Regions from separate parts of the Zea mays genome. Here all the other regions are linked to region 2. The links are chromatin contacts, called in public Hi-C maps. All regions are on one chromosome and are shown on one strand. The core of a region is the stretch at or near the end of the contact, and the rest is flanking DNA. Distances in the headings are between cores, read along the strand shown. Region 1 holds the start of LOC100282921 (alkaline phosphatase D). Region 2 holds the start of LOC100273588. Region 3 holds the start of LOC100382112 (Inorganic phosphate transporter 2-1 chloroplastic).

The links. A called contact is a pair of places that touch in the nucleus more often than the background predicts.
Region 1: a contact with region 2 is called in a Hi-C map of leaf, with 9 times the contacts expected there. The contact joins the promoter of LOC100282921 here to the promoter of LOC100273588 in region 2. A contact is called at or near these places in 4 of 25 Hi-C or Micro-C datasets (ear, leaf and tassel).
Region 3: a contact with region 2 is called in a Hi-C map of leaf, with 7 times the contacts expected there. The contact joins the promoter of LOC100382112 here to the promoter of LOC100273588 in region 2. A contact is called at or near these places in 3 of 25 Hi-C or Micro-C datasets (ear, leaf and tassel).

Annotation. Positions count from the first base shown.
Region 1 is chr5:183,232,618-183,236,596 of Zm-B73-REFERENCE-NAM-5.0, reverse strand. It overlaps LOC100282921 (alkaline phosphatase D), which reads left to right and starts at 2,285. Exons shown (of 9, transcript NM_001155826.2): 1 at 2,285-2,669; 2 at 2,743-2,970; 3 at 3,574-3,695. The coding sequence starts at 2,550. It overlaps LOC103627362 (a long non-coding RNA gene), which reads right to left and starts at 731. Exons shown (of 4, transcript XR_002748283.2): 1 at 505-731; 2 at 249-361.
Region 2 is chr5:183,442,614-183,446,751 of Zm-B73-REFERENCE-NAM-5.0, reverse strand. LOC100273588 reads left to right here and starts at 2,497. Exons shown (of 2, transcript NM_001148005.2): 1 at 2,497-2,913; 2 at 3,005-4,138. The coding sequence starts at 2,589.
Region 3 is chr5:183,584,218-183,588,192 of Zm-B73-REFERENCE-NAM-5.0, reverse strand. LOC100382112 (Inorganic phosphate transporter 2-1 chloroplastic) reads right to left here and starts at 2,394. Exons shown (of 3, transcript NM_001174873.1): 1 at 1,528-2,394; 2 at 672-863; 3 at 1-498. The coding sequence starts at 2,250.

The DNA of each region.
Region 1 (3,979 bases), core at 1,036-3,535, 210 kb after region 2:
ATAGACAGCAGTACGTAGTCAGCAAAAATGGATTAGAACAGAAGTGAGATAAATACTGAGCTGAACAGTTTGTTAGCACATTTAGAAGAGCAAGGTCGATAACATGAGGAGAGGAGGATGGAAATCTAGCCACGGACGCGTCATTGGTTTCATGGAGCGAGGGCGTGTCCTATCATATTTCTTTCTTTTATTTTTTATTTTTTTTCATTTTCTAACTATGTAAAAAAGGATTCTGTAGGATTTGTCACCTTTGTCGTTCACTTGCTGCAGCAATAGCGTCGACAACGGTGATAGAGAACGACGTCGTTTCGTAGGAGCGGAATATGCGATTGGGAACCTCCACAGTTATCGAACAAATGAACTGCAATATAGAAAAATTACCGAATAAAGGAAATACAGTATTGAAAATCAGTCGCGACGGCGCTGGAGAAGGCTAAGAAGTATGGAGGAGGAAAAAAAGGAAAATATGGAAGATATCGAACATCAAGAACTTAGGGTTGTTACCTGCAAGAGAAGTAGCGTTCACGACGGCGCCTAAGAACGACGATGCGGATAGAGAGATTTGTTGTCACAGGACCTAAGAAGAGCAAGATCGAGAGACTGAGGAGAGGAGGATGGAAACCTAGCCGTCAGGAGCAGTAGACGCGTTCTCGGCTGCCAGGAGCGAGGGCGTGCCTCTCACGTTGCTTTCCTTCCCTTTTCTTTCTTTTGCCCGTTTTCTTATTGGCCGGAGTGTCCAATGCCCAGCCTTCTCTGGAACTTACGGGAGGATTTCTTATTGGTCGGAGTGTCCAATGCCCAGTCTTCTCTGGAACTTACGGGAGGATGTGAGAGGAAAAAAAGGCAGAGTATGCACCGTTCAAAAGGCATCCAATAGACTCTATTAAAAGGCGATATGGACAATTTTCTGTACTCCATTTGGTATCCAACGGCTGAGAAGAAAGAAGTGACGTGGCAAACTCCCTGCACGGCATGGTGCACAATTTTTACTATAGAAATAACGATAATAATAATAATAATAATAATAATAATAATAATAATAATAATAATAATAATAATAATAATAATAATAATAATAATGGAAGGAAAGGAACTATATATTTGTTGGATTTTAGATGTCTAAGGCTGGCTGTGCAGCGTTCATAATGTATCCATAAAGATTAAAGCATCTGATAATTTGCTTGGTGTTGAAGCTTTACTAGGAGTGTAAGGGCTTGTTCATTTCCCTTCTAAATTATATAATTTGTATTATAGTAAAAGAGTAGAAGGATAAAATATTACTTTAGAACTATAAATAAGTTGAAATTAAGATATCATTATGTAGCTTATTTTATCTTATTTATGAATCCAAAATAATATTTTATCCTAGTATTACTTCACCGTAATCCAACTTATATAATTTAGAAAGGAAAAGACGGTGCTCCACGAGCCGTTTATAGGCAATAAATATTTGTGACTCAGGCCCTGTTTGTTTTAGATTATAATCTCTCCAGATTATATAATCTGGCGCAAATAATCCATTAGATAAACAAACAACTAGATTATGAGTTCAGATTATATAATCTAAAGTCCAGATTAAGATAATCTTATAATCTCCCCAGGAGTACCTTATTTGCGATTATTTTGGTAAAAGACCCACTACTCATGGTTATGTAAATAGAAATTACAATATATGATATCCTTCTTTTCTCACCTCAAATAAACAAATAAGGATATTGTTGTCTTTGTAAATAATCTACATTTGTATAATCTAAACTACCAAACAACTACATATAGATTATAATATATCTAGATTATAATTTGGATTATATAATTTAAATTATAATATAGATTATATAATCTATAAGCTAAAACAAACAGTCCCTTAGATCTCTTCTCTGAATGTGAATTGCACAACGAAGTGCTCCACGAGCCGTTTAAGGCTTTAAGCAACAAATATTTGGAACTAGGTTTTCTCTGGTTAGAGCCTATTTGGATTCCAGAGCTAAAACAGAAATAACTAAAATATAGTCACTTTATAAGCTAAAGATCTAAATAAAAAGAGTTAAAAGTAATAAAAATAGTAAAAAATATTTTAGAGCTAAACTTTAATCAGTATAGTTTAGCTCCCGGATCCAAACATCCCCATAACCACAGGTGACAGCTCTGGAAATATCCCAGCTCAAAATGGAAACTAGCAACGTGATGCACTTTGCTGCAACTTGGCTAGCACATGGTGCAAATTCCTGCATGTTGTTCTCTATCTCTAGAAACATCACCACGATCACGGCGTCAGGAGAGAAACACGGCACGCAGATGTCCACACCATTCCAATTTCCACCGCATTAATATTAATTAATTAGTTAAAACGGAACCGGTGAAAAGAAAGGCCAAACAAACAAGGAGCTTCCAACTTTCTTCCTCGCTCTTTCTCTCTCTCCGTGCGTCTGCGGTCTGCCATCGGCATCGCCCCCACCCCACCACCACACGTCCACCTCTCCCGCAATTGGGAATTTCTCCTCACCGCCTCGTCTCTGCCGGGCTCGCTCGTACGTCGCTCCCCACCCGCAATGGCGGCCACTTTCGCCCTCCTCCTTCTCCTGATCCTGTCCTCGTCGGTCCGCGCCGCCCCCGACGCCGTGGTGTCCAGGATCGCCTTCGGATCCTGTGCCAACCAGAGCGAGCCCCAGGTGGTCGACGGAACGCCCACACGGCCATGCCCGCCCATTTCGATCAAGTTGTGACGGGGATTGTTTAGTGCAGCCCATTTGGAACGCCGTCGCGGGGTTCGACCCGCAGGTGTTCGTCTGGCTCGGGGACAACGTCTACGGCGACAACAAGCGCCCATTCCGGGTCTTCGGGAGGGAGCGCACCGTGGGGCCCTGGAAGAACGTGCCGCGCTTCTACCCTTCCACCGAGGAGGAGCTGCGGAGGCGGTACCAGCTCGCCAGGGCGCAGCCCGGGTACGCCAGGCTCAGGGAGAGGGCTCAGGTCAGGCCTCCGATCCTTTGTTTTCTCGCCCATGGAATGTCGGAGCGGCTCGTCTTGATCCTGTAAAGATTCAACACTCAACAGTATGGATATGCTGACGATACAGCATTACAATAATGACAAACGTACATAAAATCGAATATACTAGAATGCACTCCCAATAATGGCAAACGTATATAAAATCGAAATACTAGAATGCACTCCCCAGTCCCGAGTTGGTTCTATGGCAGCGTGTTTGGTTTGAGAAAGGAGGTAGTTCATCATATTCTTACTCCTAGCTTTCTTGTTTGGTTTATGGAATAGAATGAGTTGATTCATCACTATTTCATTCTTCGTAGGCTAATAATTAGTAATAATATAAAAAATGAGTTTATTTCACTAAATTTGTGGAATTGACTCATGATGCACCACCTCATCTAGAATGGATTGCTTTTTTAAACCAAACACCCTCTTAATCTCCAACTGTGGGCTGGGTGTCACTTTGTCTCTTCGTTTATTTACAGTTTATGTATGTTCTACCCTTACGGAGACTTTGCAACACTGCTTCTTTCCTCTTCTGAAAGATGGCAAATTGGTGTCACCACTGAAATTTGCTAATTGCAGGTTCTTGGAACATGGGATGACCATGATTATGGATTGAATGATGCAGGAAAAGAACTTAGTGGGAAAGTGATTGCTCAAAGGCTTATGTTAGATTTCTTGGATGAACCTGAAGACAGTAAACGGTATGCACTTAGAAACACTGGAGTCAATTTGTTTTCATTTTTATGTTGTGTAGTTATTGACTTATTATTTGTTAAATCGATTCACACCAAGCACATTGGTAAGCTATTTGTTTTCTATAAAGCGTTGCTCTACAACCTGTTTTACATACTTGTGTCTACGCCTATATTTTTTCATTACAAAACAGCACCCTTCGCTAGAAATACCACATTTCATCAACAGCACAGTACTTGGGGAATTCATCTAAACTTGGACACTCAAACGTCTATTTACTTTCCTTTTATCC
Region 2 (4,138 bases), core at 1,248-3,747:
AGACGGTGGTGGTGGCAGCCAAGTGGTACAATGTGCAGATCCTGGTGGATGAGAACGAGGGGGAGGAGTCCATCTTCTGCAGGTTCCTGCGGGAGGTGATGCGCGCCGACGTGCTGTAGGAGATCAAGCGCCGCCGGAGGTACGAGAGCAAGACGGACGAGAAGAAGCGCAAGGCGCGCGAGGCCGGACGCCGCAACCGTCGTAGGTACGAACATGGTTGCGCTTCCCTTGATGCTGCATAGACCAATCGTTCTACTCCGTAGAATTGATAGGGTAGTTGTATGGCTCTATTCAGGATGCCTACGAGTTCGCGGAAGCCAAACTGTCTATCAGTTCTCTGAAAGTTGATGAAATCCATTAAATAAAACTGAAAAACACTAACCAACAAACTACAGTAGATATTGGAACTCAAGTATCCTGCATCAAGCTGTTTCTTTCCAGTGATCTGTTTTCGGTATGTTGAGCGTTTTCAATTTCACGACCAAGTTACATAGTAATGGACGAACCCTATACAAAACCTCTGTATACTTAAATTCTCACTACCAACACTCAGGTCGGCAAAAACAGATAGAAACTCCTTTGTAACACCTGATGATGCGCCTCTTCTTCATCTTACAACTCCTAACACTAACACCTCCACCCAACGAGTTGAATTCCTGATGTCAGCGCCTGCTAAGCTCTAGCAGACTAGGGGTCTACTTGTTTCGTCTTTTTTCTGAATACGGATGCGGAGAGAAGCTAGCCACCAGAAGATTCTGAATATCATGGGTATTAAGTGAGGAGTTCACAGGGTATCTTCAACTTTATTTTCAATCTTATCTTTTGTTTCAAACTCCACTCTATAAACAATGTCTTCGTGTCATCTACAGTTCTGCGTCCCCCTATCTGTTGGAGACATTCTTATGATCTAGAAATTGACAGTTTCCTACTTTTATGACGACGATCGTTTTTTGTGTTCATGTTGGTTTTGAACTGTTTTCACCAAAACGATTCTTATAAAAATAGACTGAAAAGATAGACGTTTGACGGTCCACAACACCTTCTAGGAAGCTAGAAATAAGCCCAAGAAAACACCCTAGTGTTGTTTCTATGGACTCCAGCTTCTGTACCGTCTATCTTTTGGCGGTGATTTTCCTTGCACGGAATGGTTCACGCTTCTCTCATCGTTCTACCAACCATCCCTATCAGCTCAGCTCCCTTGAAATTACTGGAAAGATAGGGATGGTTGAGAAGTTTTTTTATCCTTTAGTATTCAGAAAAATGACGAAGCAAGCGTTTTAATTTTTTTGACGATTTTTTATCCTTTAGTAGTCTCCCCTAGCAATCATCAACTTTAAAATTATTATATAGTCTCTTGCCACTACATATATGCTTGTTACTGGTTACCCCCTGCAGCCAAACACATACACACTAAAAGTAATAATAGAGCCTCTTCTGAATTTAAGTAAGAGCATATTCCTGCATATCCTTCTGCTTTGCTTTTTTCTTATTGCATAAAACTCTTGTCCATCTCCAAAGAAGAAATTAACTTAACATGGGAAAATCATTTGGTTCTAATTAACCTAGCTGCCAAATCATCTCTGCTAAATCAACTAGCCAAGTTTTCAAAAGCTATTATTTATGTACAACACTGCCTTTTGTCATTCGCCCTACCCCATGCGCACACACACTGAAAGTAAACCTCTTCTGAAGTTAAGTTAGAGCATATTGGAGACACCATATACCCCACAAATGAATTTGAACATGGACTGCTTTGGACAAGATCAAGTAAATACCATCAATGTTCATAATAGTAGTAAACTAAACTGGAAAGCAAAGAACTATTTTGCAACAAAGATTTTTCAGTCATCTGAATAGATATATAGATAGTGTTTCAACATTCCCTCACCAAACAAATGCTTAGATAAAATCAATGCATGCAGTGACTCACGATGAAACGATGCGTCCAACCAATTAGAGGGACAATGATGTTTGTCGTTCTGTATATATGTTTCATACTAATTTTTTACTCCCGTAGCAACGCACGGACATAGACCTAGTAATAAATAAAGGAGATAGAGTTTTGGATGTACATTATATGCATTTTTTCCCTTCCTTGAGCACACACATGTATAAAAAAACCAATTGTCATGGATAAATTCCCTAATAAATAATGAAATAAAATGAAAATAATAGTAAAATAAAATATTGCATCATGCTGGGACTTTTGTTTGTGCACTTGAATTGTGTGTGAAACTCATGAACAATTCATAAATTAAATACCAAAATTCGAAATTGTGAAAGAAATTCAAACAGAAATAAGAAAAACAAGAGAAAATGCCTGTTGGGCCTCAACTTTGTTTCTCGGCCCACCAACGAATTACACCCGCGGCGGCCCAACTCCCGCTCTCGCGCAGCCTGGCGCTGACAGGCCGGACCCGCGCATCAGTCGCACCCTCCCGCGCCGCGTTTTCTTTCCCGGTCACTAACTGGTGGGCTCCGCTCGCCGAGGGCGTTCACAGTCACCGTTGCGTGGGACCCAGGCGTCAGCCCGCCTTCTCCGCCAGGGCCGTTGCAATGGCGCCCGGCTCGGGCGTAACCACCCGCCGATGCTGGATCTCGCCGAGGATCCGGCGCCGCGGACTTCTTCCCCCTCGCATCTCTGTGCTATAAGACCGCCTTCACCAGCCGCCGAACTACCACTTCTCTGCCTTCGTGAACCACCGCGAGAGAGAGAGTCGAGATCCGTCGCTGCCGTGCGAACCTTGGGCTCAATCGATTGGGTCAGTGGGGTTCGGCAACGCTCGAGAGAACCGGCCGTTGTATCAACGGGCGAAGTGGTGATCGGAGCGCGTGGCGATTTCATGCCGGAGTCGGAGCTCCGCCGCGGATTCCGCTGCGCCCCGCGGGCAGACTACTTCGCAGCTGTCGCTGGTGAGAAAACCCTTTCCAACTGTTTGTCGCATTCTCCCCTACGTGCAGTTCGTTCGTATCGGGGATTTGAACGTTCCTGTGTCAAGGTCAGGCCGCGACCACGTCGTCATCTTCCCTTTCATGGCGAAGGGCCACATGCTCCCGCTGCTCCACTTCGCCACGGCACTCTCGGCGCAACACGGCAGGCTCCGCGTGACCCTGGTCACCACCCCGGGCAACGTGGCCTTCGCCCGGAGCCGTCTGCCCGCGTCGGTGGGCCTCGTCGCGCTCCCGTTCCCGTCGTTCCCGCCGCTGCCGGAGGGCGTCGAGTCCACCGACGCCCTCCCGTGCCCGTCGCTGCACCTGACGTTCATGCAGGCGACGGGGCTCCTGCGCGGGCCGTTCGCCGAGTTCCTGGCGTCGCTCCCGTCCCCGCCGCTCGCGCTCGTCTCCGACTTCTTCCTCGGGTTCACGCGCCGCGTGGCGGCCGACGCCGGCGTCCGCCGCATCGTGTTCAACGGCATGTCCTGCTTCGCCTCGGCGATCTGCAAGGCGCTCGCTGCGAGCCCGCCGACCAGCTTCGAGCCCGGGACCATGATCCAGGTGCCCGGCATGCCGGAGCACGTGGCGGTCAGGGCGGAGGAGGTTCCCGATGGGGTCACCAAGAGGGCCGACCCCGACAACCCGTTCACGCGCTTCTTCATGGACGAGATCGGTGATTCGGACGTGCGCAGCTGGGGAGTCCTCAGCAACAGCCTCGACGCGCTCGACGCGGCCTACGTGTCGGCCTTGGAGTCATTCTACGAGACGGGCGCCCGTGCCTGGCTCGTGGGCCCGCTGTTCATGGCCGCCGGCGACATGCCGGACGGCGAGAAGAAGGAGCAAGACCCCGAGGGCTGTCTCTCGTGGCTCGACGAGAGGGCGGCGCATCCGGGGTCGGTGGTGTACATCTCGTTCGGGACGCAGGCCCACATCACGGACGTGCAGCTGGACGAGCTGGTGCACGGGCTGGTGCAGTCCGGCCATCCCTTCCTCTGGGCCGTCCGATCTGACACGTGGTCGCCGCCGGTGGACGTGGGGCCCAACAACCGGATCGTCCGTGGATGGGTTCCGCAGAGAAGTATTCTGGCCCATAAGGCAGTTGGTGGGTTCGTGAGCCATTGCGGGTGGAACTCTGTGATGGAGAGCCTCGCCGCCGGGAAGCCCATGCTGGCGTGGCCGATGATCGCGGAGCAGCACCTGAACG
Region 3 (3,975 bases), core at 1,145-3,644, 140 kb before region 2:
TGCAACAATCCCAAAACCACCCCAAGCAAGAACTTCAGTGGGTATGACTATCTCAGCGCTGCTTGCCACACCTTGAAGGATGGACAAAGCTGCAGCCAGGGGCCCTATGGCATTGGAGACGTCGTTCCCTCCGTGAGCAAATGACATGAAGCATGCCGATAAGACCTGCATGTAACCAAACACACCGTACACGATCTGCAGCTGAGCTCCCGTAGGGCCAGCAATGTCCGAGAGAAATCCAGCCTGCTGGGCACTTGACTTCTCAGCAGACGCGATCTTCTCTGCTTCTGAAGACAGCAAGTCACCTAGCTGCTTTTGGATCACTCGGGAGACAATGATGGCTCCTATTGCCCCACTGGACACTGCTTGCAGGATGGCAATGGAGAACACCTTGCTGAGAGGAAAAGCAGCAAACGAGATTGCAGTGACACCGGTGAAGACTGCGATTGGTGCAGCAGCAGCTGCAGCCTGGCCTGGATTTGGTGCGCTGTATACAAACTGAGTAAAAAAACAGGTCAGTACAAAAATAACCTTTGCACCTCCTCATAAACAGTCTATGTATTTATGGCATTTTGGTTATATAATCATTTTTGTGTAAGTACTGAAATGGAACTGTCTTTTGTTTTTAGTGTGTCATTTAGATTATAAAGGGAGGCTACTCTGGAACTCACCCTGCGTATGCACTTGTAAACAAGAAAAGAGACAGCTGCACCCATCAAAGGAGAGATGACCCAGGATGAAGATACTCTAGCCAAAGAACTCCAGAAAACTGCATCCACCCCTCCATACACCAGCCCGAAACCAACCATGGCCCCAACGATACAATGTGTAGTTGAGACAGGCCAGCCATATGACGAAGCAACCTAAGAACACAGCACAGGTTAATACATGTAGATGCATACTCTTATGGCGCAGTTTGCAATAATGATCACATATAATAATATAATTAAACCAATCTCAACATGGGCATAACAAATTATTTCACACCGCGAAGCCTAAAACCATGATATGGGCAGATGGTTATATTTACTAAGTTGCTGGTTCCTTTCCCTTTGCAGAGTCTTTGTTAAAGATGCAGTTAGCGGCCATGATTTGTTTGGCAACATTGACTAGCTTCCATGTGTGTAAAGATTATGAATTTCCATATCAGATTAATTAATCAGTAGTTCTGGTGCCATGATCGGTTTTTTCGAAAGTAAGTGGCAGGAGATCTGCCTTGCATTCAAGGAAACAGAAGGTTTTGGCTCAACGAGACGGCATATGCCTCAGCAGGCTACGGGACAACCACAAACACTTGAGAGGGCCAACCCACAAACAAACAAACAAGAGCAGAAAGCATAGAAAGGCCTCCAAAATTGGTTTTGGAAGGCACGTCGCGGTTGATCAAGGTCCTCATTTGTACGTAGCGCAACCGATAGAGATGGTTGCATGATCATGTCACTGGTAGCACATCCTAGTTCCCAAGAAACTGGGTGAAATCTCAGCAGAACTCAAAAGGGCGATGGAATCATGGACCACATAACATACCTGCAGCCATGTACCGGCAGCAGCAAGGGAGGATATGAGTCCAGCGAAGAGCAGAGAGTCCTTCCCTTGGAACGCAGACGCAACCAGGATTCCCTTCTGCATGGTGCTGGTGACATGGGTCCCCATGAGGAATGCGCCGGAGAACTCGAGCACCGCGGCGGTCAGCACCGCCTGCCGGAGCGTCAGAGCTCCGGACCCAACCGACGTCCCCATGGCGTTCGCGACATCGTTCGCCCCGATGTTCCACGCCATGTAGAACCCCGACAGGAGCGTGAAGTACGCCAGCGCGTTCATCCTGAAGGTCCCGTGGCAGACCAGCGAGCGCATCGCCAGCGGCACGGTGAGGGCGGCGAACGCGATCGTCACGGAGATGGACGTCGCCACCCGTGGCGAGATGTGGAACGCCCTGGCCATCTCCGACATCTCGCATTCCCCGACCTGCTCCTCCCCGCCGGCGCCGGCCTTGGCGCCGCCGTCGCTGGCTTTCGCGCTGGAGCCGCCGTCGCCGTCGGGGTCGGCGAAGGAGGACAGCGTGGCGCGGGGGAGGCTGAGGAGCGTCTTGGAAGGTGTCGCTCTGGCTGGAGAGAGACACCGTAGGCCATGGATGCTGTGCGGCAGCTGTGCAATGGGGCGACGACGGAGCAGGAGAGCGGCTGCCACGGCTCGCCCTCCTGCTCCGGCGTGCGCTCGGGCGACGGAGAAGAGAGGAGAAGACTGAGACATGGGAGTTGCAGGTGGAGGAGAGACTGGCAGCGGCGAGCAAGCTAGGATGGAAGAGATGAGATCAAGGGGCCGGGGTGGAGAGGAGGAAGGAGACAAGCTGTGTGACTGTGGGCATAGGAACCTAGCTATGGGAAGAAGTGAGCGCCGTTCTGTGATGTGGTGACCGCGGCTGCGCACGCTGAGGCGAACGGTTGGTGGCTGCGAATGAGTGGTGGAAGGGGATGTGGGCAAGATTCCTGCCTGATCCATAACTTGTGTCGCAGCTGATCACCTCACTGTTCCCAGTTTGCATGATCGTTTTGGCCTCACCTTCCGCCCAGCCGGTTTTCCAGATATCTAGTTCTGTGTCCGTTTCTGCTGTTCGTCACTGTTCAGCATGTCGCTACCATCTTAGGGCGGTTGGAAAATCCTGGATCCTGAAATGTTTCGTCGTGCCTGTTCCTTGTTGGATTTTCATATGTACTGCTATATAGTATACACACACACTGTGCACATTAATCAAATTGGACGAGCACCATATATCAAGTCTTGTTATTTGCACTAAACTCACACTGTGCTAGGTTCGTATGATAAGAAAGTGCCATGCTGGTCGTATGGTTGCTGTTGTCCTGCTACCCGCTTGCATCTCCATGGCCACAAAGTATTTACCAGCGCCGCTGGACAAGGCGTGCCGTGAATATTCATGGTCATGTTTTGTTGTCATTCCCTCCCGTAGGATATCTGCTTCGTTGCTCTAGCTAAATGCGTGAACAGAGTGGCATGTGGCCCAAGAACAAAGAAAGGTAACCTTTAGGTTCTTGTCATTGAGACGCAAAGGTTCTATGTGCTTATCATCGAGATAGTAAAGGTTTTCTCCGTTGCCAATATGCAGATGGAGCGCTGCTGGGTGGCAAGAAAAGGACGAGCAACTTGAGTGGCAGCCAGCCGCTTAGAATCGGCGGGGTCTTTTTCAGTTTTTTTTTTCTTTTTCTGTCCGGGGATCAGGTGTGGAATACTTGTCCCTGTCATATCTTCTACTACGGCTTCGAGAACCGAGATGGTGAAGGGCTCAGGGATAAGCCCATGCATTCCTGGGCCTAGGCCCAGATCTATGCTTTCATGCTATGAGCAGGGCCTGTTCTACAGTTCCTCCACGGGATCAGTATTACCCAATGGCATACTTGAGAACATGTCATTTCGTAAGCCACTATGTCATTTCGTAAGCCACTATGTCATTTCGTAAGCCATTTATGAAAATCTTTAAAATAAAAAATGTCAATCAAAACTTTCGAAACATTCCATCGGGAACCGTTGTAAACACACTAAACACATGTATTCTAATTAGCCCATGCGCTTCTTCAGGTGCCCTAACCGTCGCACCCCGATTAGCCCGCACGCTGCAACCACCAAACACGCGGCACTCCCCATGTGTCCCGCTGTGACCGAACGTCTGCAACTGTAACAGTAACAGAATCACTGAAACCACAACAGAATGAGTGAAAATGTAATACAACGACTGAAACGGTACCAGAATGGCTGAATGACCAATGGCTGAGAGTGTGCATCTTAGCCTTAGGCAACAATAATTGACGTAACTAGGTGGCCTCTGCAGTCAATCATTCTAGCATGCTCAAGAATCTCAATAATGTACTATAGCTTAGAGAGGAAGAGACCCAAACCTGTGTGCTGAACATGTATGCCCAAGAAGTTATGAAGAGCGTTAAGATCTATCACAGGGGACTTCTG